Linked DNA regions of Pan troglodytes: region 2 is linked to region 1. A link is a contact called in public Hi-C data. All regions are on one chromosome and are shown on one strand. The core of a region is the stretch at or near the end of the contact, and the rest is flanking DNA. Distances in the headings are between cores, read along the strand shown. Region 1 has its middle 120 kb from the start of HMCN1. Region 2 holds the start of IVNS1ABP (influenza virus NS1A binding protein).

Region 1 (4,011 bases), core at 558-3,057:
TCTGTTTTTACAAACTGTGGTTTCTGGATAGGTGCTTTAGGGGTTCAGCAAACATTTGATTGAAATGTTGTTTTCATATTTATCTTAACCATGATATCTATGATATTAATTAGTAGGGGTAAATAATGCTAGCTGTTGTAACAAAGACCCCAAAATTAGTTGTTTAATACAAGACCAGTTTATTTCTTGCTATTCCAAACCTATTAAAGATGTTCCCGCCCTGCAGGTGGCCTGCTACATGGTCCTTCAGAAACCAAACTCCTTCCATATTACAGCCCTGTCCTCCTCTAGATCCTCAGTCCTTTCCAGCGTGGTCCAGTTGTTGAGGAAAGGGTTGGAGGGTTGCCATGGGGGGTTTGCCGGTGCCAGGTCTGGAAGTGGTGCATGTCCGTTCTACTCATACTTCACTAGCTGGAGCTCAGACAAATGACCACAGGAAGGCTGGTAAATATGGTTGAGCTGTGAACCCAGAGAGAAAAGGAGCTGATTTTTGTTAAGGACACAGCTATCTGTCTCTACTACAATTTTTAAAAATATCTTTTAACTTTTGGGGCACTACAGCTTACTACTATGTTGCCAATGTTAATAACTTGTTTCGGTGCAGATTTTGGAATTAAGCTTCTTGTTTTATTTAGTTAAAGAATATCCTAAGGTTGAAAGAAAGGCTATTACAAAAACATCTGTTACCATTTACAGTGATTTATCTGTGGCAATCACTGTCATCCTTGACAAAAGTCATTGCAAAGACAACACCAAAATAAATTATATTCTAAAACTGATGTATGTTTATAAGTCATCCATAAACTCAGATCTCATTCATCTAAAAACACTTCCGTGCTCTCAGTGACTGACTTTATAATATTTAACAGAAATGTGAACTTATAAAATAAACTTATATTAATAGAATATTTTTATCTGTTCTGGATATATTGAGGTTGCCTATAAGGTTTATCTTGAAAAGGGTTCCACTGCTTAACAAATTTAAAACAGTGATACTAAAGTCTCTTCTAGCTCTAACATTTATAATGCTTTCTATTTTTATATGCCATTGAAAGAAAGACTAACTCCTGATTGCATATAAATGGTGCAATGCAAGTTAAGTTATTTTCCTTAGTAGAAAAGTTAAGTTGCACTGGGAAAACTGTTGCATAATGTGCTTCCCCAACTTGTAACTTAAATCACTTAAATACATTATTTTAGAAATTCTCAGAGACTTGAAATCTTCTGAGGTGTCTACCAACTGATAATCCATGCAAATAATTTCCACAGCTTGTTTGATATTTGCAAGTGAAACACACTTTTGCTTGTTCGTAACTAAGCTCATCTCTCCTGCATTAACTATAATGTCAAGTTGGGGGGGGTCTCTTTAATTAAAGAGCCCCAGACCTTTCAAGGATCAGCATTGATTGTCTTCTGCTTCAGATCCCTTCTTGATTAGGTTTAAATGTCCTTTTTGGGAACTGTGGGCTCCTTTGTTGCTCCTTTAAAGGAGTAGCCCCCTGCCTACCTCACTCAGAGGCTGGTTTGGGCCTGAAATATATAACCAGACAATCGTGCTATGTATCTGATATTGCGGAGGCTAGAGGTGCTGTGGCTTTTGTTTTCAAGGTTGCAGATGGAGTTGAAAGTCATAATGCCTTTTCCCATGACTGCTGGCAGCAGCTGCAGGGTTACTAAGGGAATAGCCACAGACCACAGTGTGATGAGAGAAATAAACTCAGGTGACTCTGCCTGTCTGGCTTGTATAAAGCCTTACAGTCCTGCCTTCATTGGGGAGTCCTTGCATAGGGCCAGCCAGGCTCCTGGAACCATCACTGCCCTCTACTGGATCAGCATAGGAGTCCTTGAAGCCCAGTGGGTCCTTCTGATGAACTGGGTGTTAGCCTTTGAGCTCTGAGGAAGTGGCGACCACAGAATTTATCCTCAGTTCACCTCATGCACTTAGCCAGTGACAATGGTTTGCTTGGTTTGACATCTGCTTGTACTGAAACTAGTCATATCTGTGAGATCTGTCAGATGCGGGTTCTATTCAATTTGGTACACTTGTACAGAAAATACCATTTTGGGTTTGAAAGCAGATACATTTAGATCAGAGACATGAAAAGACAAAATGGCTTTAGAATGCTGAAAAAGGCCTTGGCAACTCTGAAATGGTGTTTTCATTTAAGGCTAATTTGTATGTCAAAGCAGATTCAGGAAAGTCCATTTGAGAAAATCCCCTTAGAAGTGACTATTATTTCTATTATGGTTCGTCTTTAATGTGCAGAACACTGTGGAGCTGGGACAGTGAGACTTGGCGGCCCATTTACTTTAGCCACCAAATGTGACTTTTTTTGTCCCCAGAATCACTTCTGTTACTTTTTCCAGAATTTCTCATCCCCTTCTACTTATTTTCAGTCTTTTTTTTGACCCACGCCTCTGTTTTATTTTTCATCCAACCCTCTGCAATGAATGACAAAAATGGAATACTGAAGGAGAAAATAACTTAAAGCTATGAAATACATGTTTGATCTACATGTTCCTTGGAGAAAGTGTGGAACATTCAGACAAGAATAAAGAGGAAGGTTAGATCACCCCGATTGCTCTCTGCACCCATCCTTCTCCACCTTGCTGAGTGCCTGGGGAAGCTGAGCTGCATCCAAAGGCCCCCTTGCCTTCGGACTTCTGCTGGAGTTTTGCCTGTGTGAGTGAAGTTGGGCCTGACTTCCTTCCTGTGGGGTTGCAGCTGGCTGTCTGTGTGCCTTGACTGAAGGGCACAGCTCTGTCCAGCAGCCCTCTCTCTAAAGGTTCAGGAAACCCTCCTTCCTCCAACCCCTTCTGGCCTAGGCTGCTAATGGGGCTGACCCTAGGAACCCGTACCATTCTTCACTCGTACCTCACATATAGTCCCTTAAGACACTCTCCTCAAATTACCCAGTATACGAGTTTTATCAGTTTTCTGCTGAAACCCAGGATGGTACAATCATAATCCCTACTTAGAGATAAATATGGGTAATCATGTTGGAGTATCTCCTTAGCTACCTTTATTTATTATCCTGTGGGATCAGATTAAATCATGAGTTACAGATGTAGCCTAATTCTGTGTGTACATCTTTATATCTTACCTTATATCTTACCCCTCCCACGTGTAATTACTTATGAGAGTGACCCCCTATTGTTAAAATCTTCCCTATCTCAAATAATGAACTTTATTGACTACATTTTGTTTCACTGTATGGATAGAACTGAATTTATTTTGGGACTCAAGAGCAACTCTGTGATCTACCTTCTGAATCCCCTCAAACTTAGTGGCTTATGTATTTATCTGCTGGTTCAACTTTGTAAGACAGAGGGTTTGACTGGCTCAGTGTGTCACACACCCCCTCTGGGGTACCCCTACTGGACAAAAGCTCAAGCTGGGTTACCTCGTGGACAATTGAGCCTCTTTATGTTCAACCTTCACTAACCTCCGTGGTTAAGTGACTTCTCCTAGTTCCCATCCTAGTAAATTGCAGAGCTGGAACTTGAACTCATGACTGCTGTCTCTAAACCCAGGGCTTATCTACTCCAAAATGTATTTGCCAACATGTAAAACTCAATCTCTACATCTAACCACAGAAACCGCAGTTGTAAGTCGCAGAAGAATGTCAATTTTTTAAAAACGTGTGTGGTTCCAAAGAAATGGGCTATCAAGCCACGAAAAGACCTGGAGAAAACGTCAGTGCATATCACCAAAAAGAACTCCACTTGCGAAGTCTACACTCTGTAGGTTTCCAACTATATGACATTCCAGAAATGGCCAAACTATGGAGACAGTAAAATGATCAGTGGTTGCCAGGGGGAGGAAGAAGAGATGAATAGGTGGAGCACAGAGGATTTTTAGGATGGTGAAACTACTCTGTATGATACTGTAATGGTGCATACATGTCATTATACATTAGCAAAAATTCACAGAATGTGCACCTCTAAGAGTGAACCCTAATATAAACTATAGTCTTTTGGTGATAATGATGTGTCAATGTAGGTTCATAA
Region 2 (4,011 bases), core at 919-3,418, 240 kb before region 1:
AAAAGCAAGTAGCCAAAAAGACACTAATTTAAAACTAAGACTAAAACCTGAAATGTTTTGTCTTGGGGGGAAAGTTAGAAAATCAACTACAAATTAAGACAATGGCTATAGAAATTAGTATCTATTAGTTAACCAGAGATATCATCTATTAGGAAAACACAGAGGAAAACCATTCCAGGGCTCTCTTTGGTCAGTGGCTCAAGTTCCGTTTACCTCTGGCTACCAAATTATAAGCTTGATAAGTAGCCTGCCAGCTGGCGTTAAATGATACTAGTCTCAATTCAATTCTAAAGTCCATGTTTACCTCACGTCCAGACTTAACAAATACAACTACTCTTTCAGTATCTTTAAGACAGAAGTGTCAGCAGGCTTTAGCCTAAAAGTAATCATCAGTATTTTGTTTTTCCTAAATTAATCACTGGTGCTAGAATTATTAAAAGAAAGCATGGCCTGTGGCAGTCTAGTCCATGCTGTACTTATTCATCTGTTAAGAGTGGTACTAGGCTTCCAGAGTTGTCATCTATTAGTAGACAGAAGACCACGACACACTCAACGAATAGCTTGATGCCAAGGTGTTCTAACGCTCCATCACTGCACGCTCCATCACAAAAATGCGCCCTTTTGGACATCTGATTTCTCCTTGAAATGTCAGCTGTCTCAAACCAATAGATATGTCCACTACGTATTGGGGGAAAAAGTAAATGTAGTTCTCAAGTAGTGGTTCAAGTTACCCTAGGTTCAACCCTCAGCCTGATACCTTCCTATCATCAAGAGCTTATAATCAGAGACACTTAACCAAAAGCGTGGAGGGAGGGAAAAAGAGCAAATCTTGCCACTGATTTCTTTCAGAAAAAAGAAAGAGCGTCCCAGGCCTTCCTCCTCGCGCAGCCAGGCCGGCGCCCACTCCGCAGGCTGCGAGGCGAGGCCCCCAGCACCCGCACACCCCCGCCCCGGATTGGCCAGCCCCGCAGTCACTCAGTACCGACACGTCAGGGCAGCCGCTCCCTCCCTCCTCCCGCCCCCTTCTCCCCGCGCTTGGCAAGAAAAGCGGGCAACGTGGAGCGGGAACAAAGGACCCCGCGGCCCACGGCGATCGGGGACTCCGTGCCACCCTACTCCAGGCCCGGGGCTGGCTGCCCGCCCACACGAGCCGAGTCGCGAGAGCTCTTCCAGAAGAGAATCCCAAACCCCAGGCAAACCCAAGGCGAGGCGTCCGTTCCTGACAGCAAGAACGGGGAGTCCCGCGCCCTCCTTCCGGCGGGTCATCCCCGCCCCGCGGCGCCCTAACCCAGGCCCCCCAAAACCCTTCGAACAAAAAACTCTTGTTCCTCCCAGCCTGCCTCACCCGCGCCAGTGTAGCAAAGGGGCTCCAGCCTCCGCGCTCTCCGAGGCGACCGGCGCCCGCTCTCGGCCGCCAACGCAACTTGGCAACCATGGCAGCGCTGGAGCGCGGGCTTCACGTCCCAGAGGGCGGCGGCGGCCGCTTGGGGCTGCCTCCCCTGATGAGGACACCGCCTCCGCGCCTCCCACCCTCTTCCCATCCGCGGCGCCATCCCTTCTTCTCGGATTCTAGCCGCGCCGTCTCCCTCATCTGTCGTTCGTAGAACCAGCGCATATTACCTGGTTCATCTCTGAAGAGATGGAAACATTCATCTCTAGAGCTTCGATGGGAAGCAGGAGGAAGCGGGCGGGAATCGGCCCAACGGAAAGCGCCAGAAGGCGGGGGAAGACGGGAGCGGTCAAGTAGAAGGACGAGGGGCCAGACCGTGGAGACTGAAAGGAAGGGGGAGCGCCACCGAGAACTCGCAGGAACTCGCTCGCTCGCCGACACAGCCGCGCCGAAGCAGCAGGCGGAGAAACTGCGCCTAGCAGCTCCGAGCGACCGACCTCCACGCGCGACCGGGAGACACTGCCTCCGCCGCCGCCGACCGCTCGCGCCGCACCCCCTCGCACGTCACCACGTGCGCTGCCGCCGCCGACGCCTCCCAGCCCGCTTCCGTCTCGAATCCATCTGCAAATCACAGGCGAGCCCCATAAAGATCCCACTCTAAGCCCCGCCCCGCCCGCGGCCCCGCCCACATCCCGCCCCGCCGTCCTCCCTGGTCTACTGGGGTTCCTTCCTTCTCGGTGTAACTAGGTCAGCGCAAGGTGATCCTGAGGAGATAGGCGGCGCTCGGGGGGCGCCCTCGTTCCTTATCGCGCCTTTGTCCCTCCCTCCGTTCCTTGCCCCGCACCCTCACTTTCGCCGCCCTGTGCGTTGCCTGTCCCGGAACTGGTTCCCTCAAGCCGCCCTCACCTGTTCTGACTTCCCCTCGAGGCACAATAGCCTGAGAGATCAGACGTGGGAGATTAGATTGCTCGGCGTCAGACCTACTTCTAGGCAACCCCCCCTAGACTGGAGCTGCTCGTCGTGGACATTAGGATCTAGTTGGGCATGAGCCCTTAACTTAAGGGTCAGGGGGGAAGTGGCGTGTGCGGAGAGGCGGCGTGGAGAGTGTGAGGAAGAAGAGAGGCACTCTGAGAAGAAGTCGAACAACTAACCCCTCATTTGGCCTGGTTTGGGTGAGAAGATTGAGTCACTTGGGGAAAAAAATATTGGAGAAGTCAGAGAAGGTGTAATACTATCAGTGGTGCCACAAACACCAGTTTACTTCCACTTTTCACCCCCCGGGTCTGTTTTGTCTGCGTGCAGCTCTCCTCGTATCGGAGACGCTGAGTCAGTTCTCTACTGGTCTTGCCCTCTTCTGGAAAAAGAAAACAGACCTGAGAAGTGGTAGTTCCTATCCTAACCTACTGGGGCCCTTTAGACCAGGTGCCAAACTTCATTATCCACCCCACCACCTTGCCCGGGAGGGAGATCTGTGAAAGCGAAACGTGATTTAAGCTGGGATCTGGCAGCAACTTCGTGGACTCTGAAGGGCACGTGGGAAAGGTGTTTTGATTGAAGGTGAGGGATTTAGTGAGGTAAAATTATATCCAAATTAGAGTTTGGTAAAGGCTTCCAGGTTAATGTCCTGTTAAGGCTTATCCTGATTTGTGGAGGACACTTAAGCTGTCTAGACCTAACCTTGTGTTTGATCACTCACCTTAATTTGTAGACATTCTAGGAGCTCTTTGTCAATGCCTCTTACCATTTTTATCATTAACTATTTATGCTTATAGAAGCAGGAAAAATAAATTGTGGGAGCCTTCATCTGCAATAGGTTTACAACTTTTTTTCTAAAATCTTGAGGCAAGGAGACTTATTCCCCCGCCCCTTTTTTTCTCACAGATTTCTTGTATGTCTCCCTCGCCCCGCCCGCACCCCGCACCCCCGCCCCCGGACAATTAATTGTAGGAGGAAACAAGAACTAAGATGTCTATTCGAGTGATTTTTTATATCTTTCTTAAGGAGAAAAAGACTGACATTTGACACTGTGCTCTTGTTTTGTCTTGCTGATAATAACTGACAGCAATGTTTACTTTTCTTACAAATGAAACTATCAGGGTACGTACTTTTAAGCTCTTTTAATACAATGGGTTTCATCCTTCCAGTGGGAGAGTATGAATTGCCCACTCTGGGTAGACACATGACTGCTGGCCTGTTGGACACATGGTCACACTTGCTATACTCTAAATAGTGTCTTTGTGACCTGAAACAGTCAACACTTTTCTTAAAGCTACAGTGTGCCCAAACTCATTGTATTTTTGCTTTGTATGGAATTTCAAATTTACTTATTACCTTCTCTATGAATAACAGCATAACTTATGCATTCCATTTATGCCTTTCAGGGAACCTGATGGTTAATTTCTACCTCTTAAAGTAACACATTATGTTGTAAGATTTTGCTCTTAATATAGCAGTCCCCCTTATCCTTGGTTTCACTTTCCAAGATTTTGTCAACCATGGCCCAAAAATGTTACATCACTACTCTTGCATTTGGGGGGTATTATTACATAAAACGATAGTTATATGAACACAAGCACTGTCACACTGCAACAGTCTGACAACCCAGACAGCAACTGGCTAAT

What was found. Hi-C and Micro-C count contacts between places; a contact is called where the count stands out from the background.
Region 2: a contact with region 1 is called in a Hi-C map of induced pluripotent stem cells, with 1.9 times the contacts expected there. The contact joins the promoter of IVNS1ABP here to the enhancer-like site in region 1. A contact is called at or near these places in 1 of 7 Hi-C or Micro-C datasets (induced pluripotent stem cells) and 1 of 1 datasets of contacts at active chromatin or transcription factors (stem cell-derived excitatory neurons).

What each region holds. Positions count from the first base shown.
Region 1 is chr1:63,536,902-63,540,912 of NHGRI_mPanTro3-v2.0_pri, reverse strand. No RefSeq gene overlaps it. Among named protein-coding and RNA genes, the nearest start is that of HMCN1, 120 kb to the right of the region's middle. Within about 2 kb of position 1,807, at least 4 of the 24 cell types and tissues checked have an H3K27ac peak or open chromatin away from gene starts, as enhancers often do. A contact at or near this core is called in induced pluripotent stem cells, where this site is marked.
Region 2 is chr1:63,779,080-63,783,090 of NHGRI_mPanTro3-v2.0_pri, reverse strand. IVNS1ABP (influenza virus NS1A binding protein) reads right to left here and starts at 2,168. Exons shown (of 15, transcript XM_001164878.7): 1 at 1,621-2,168.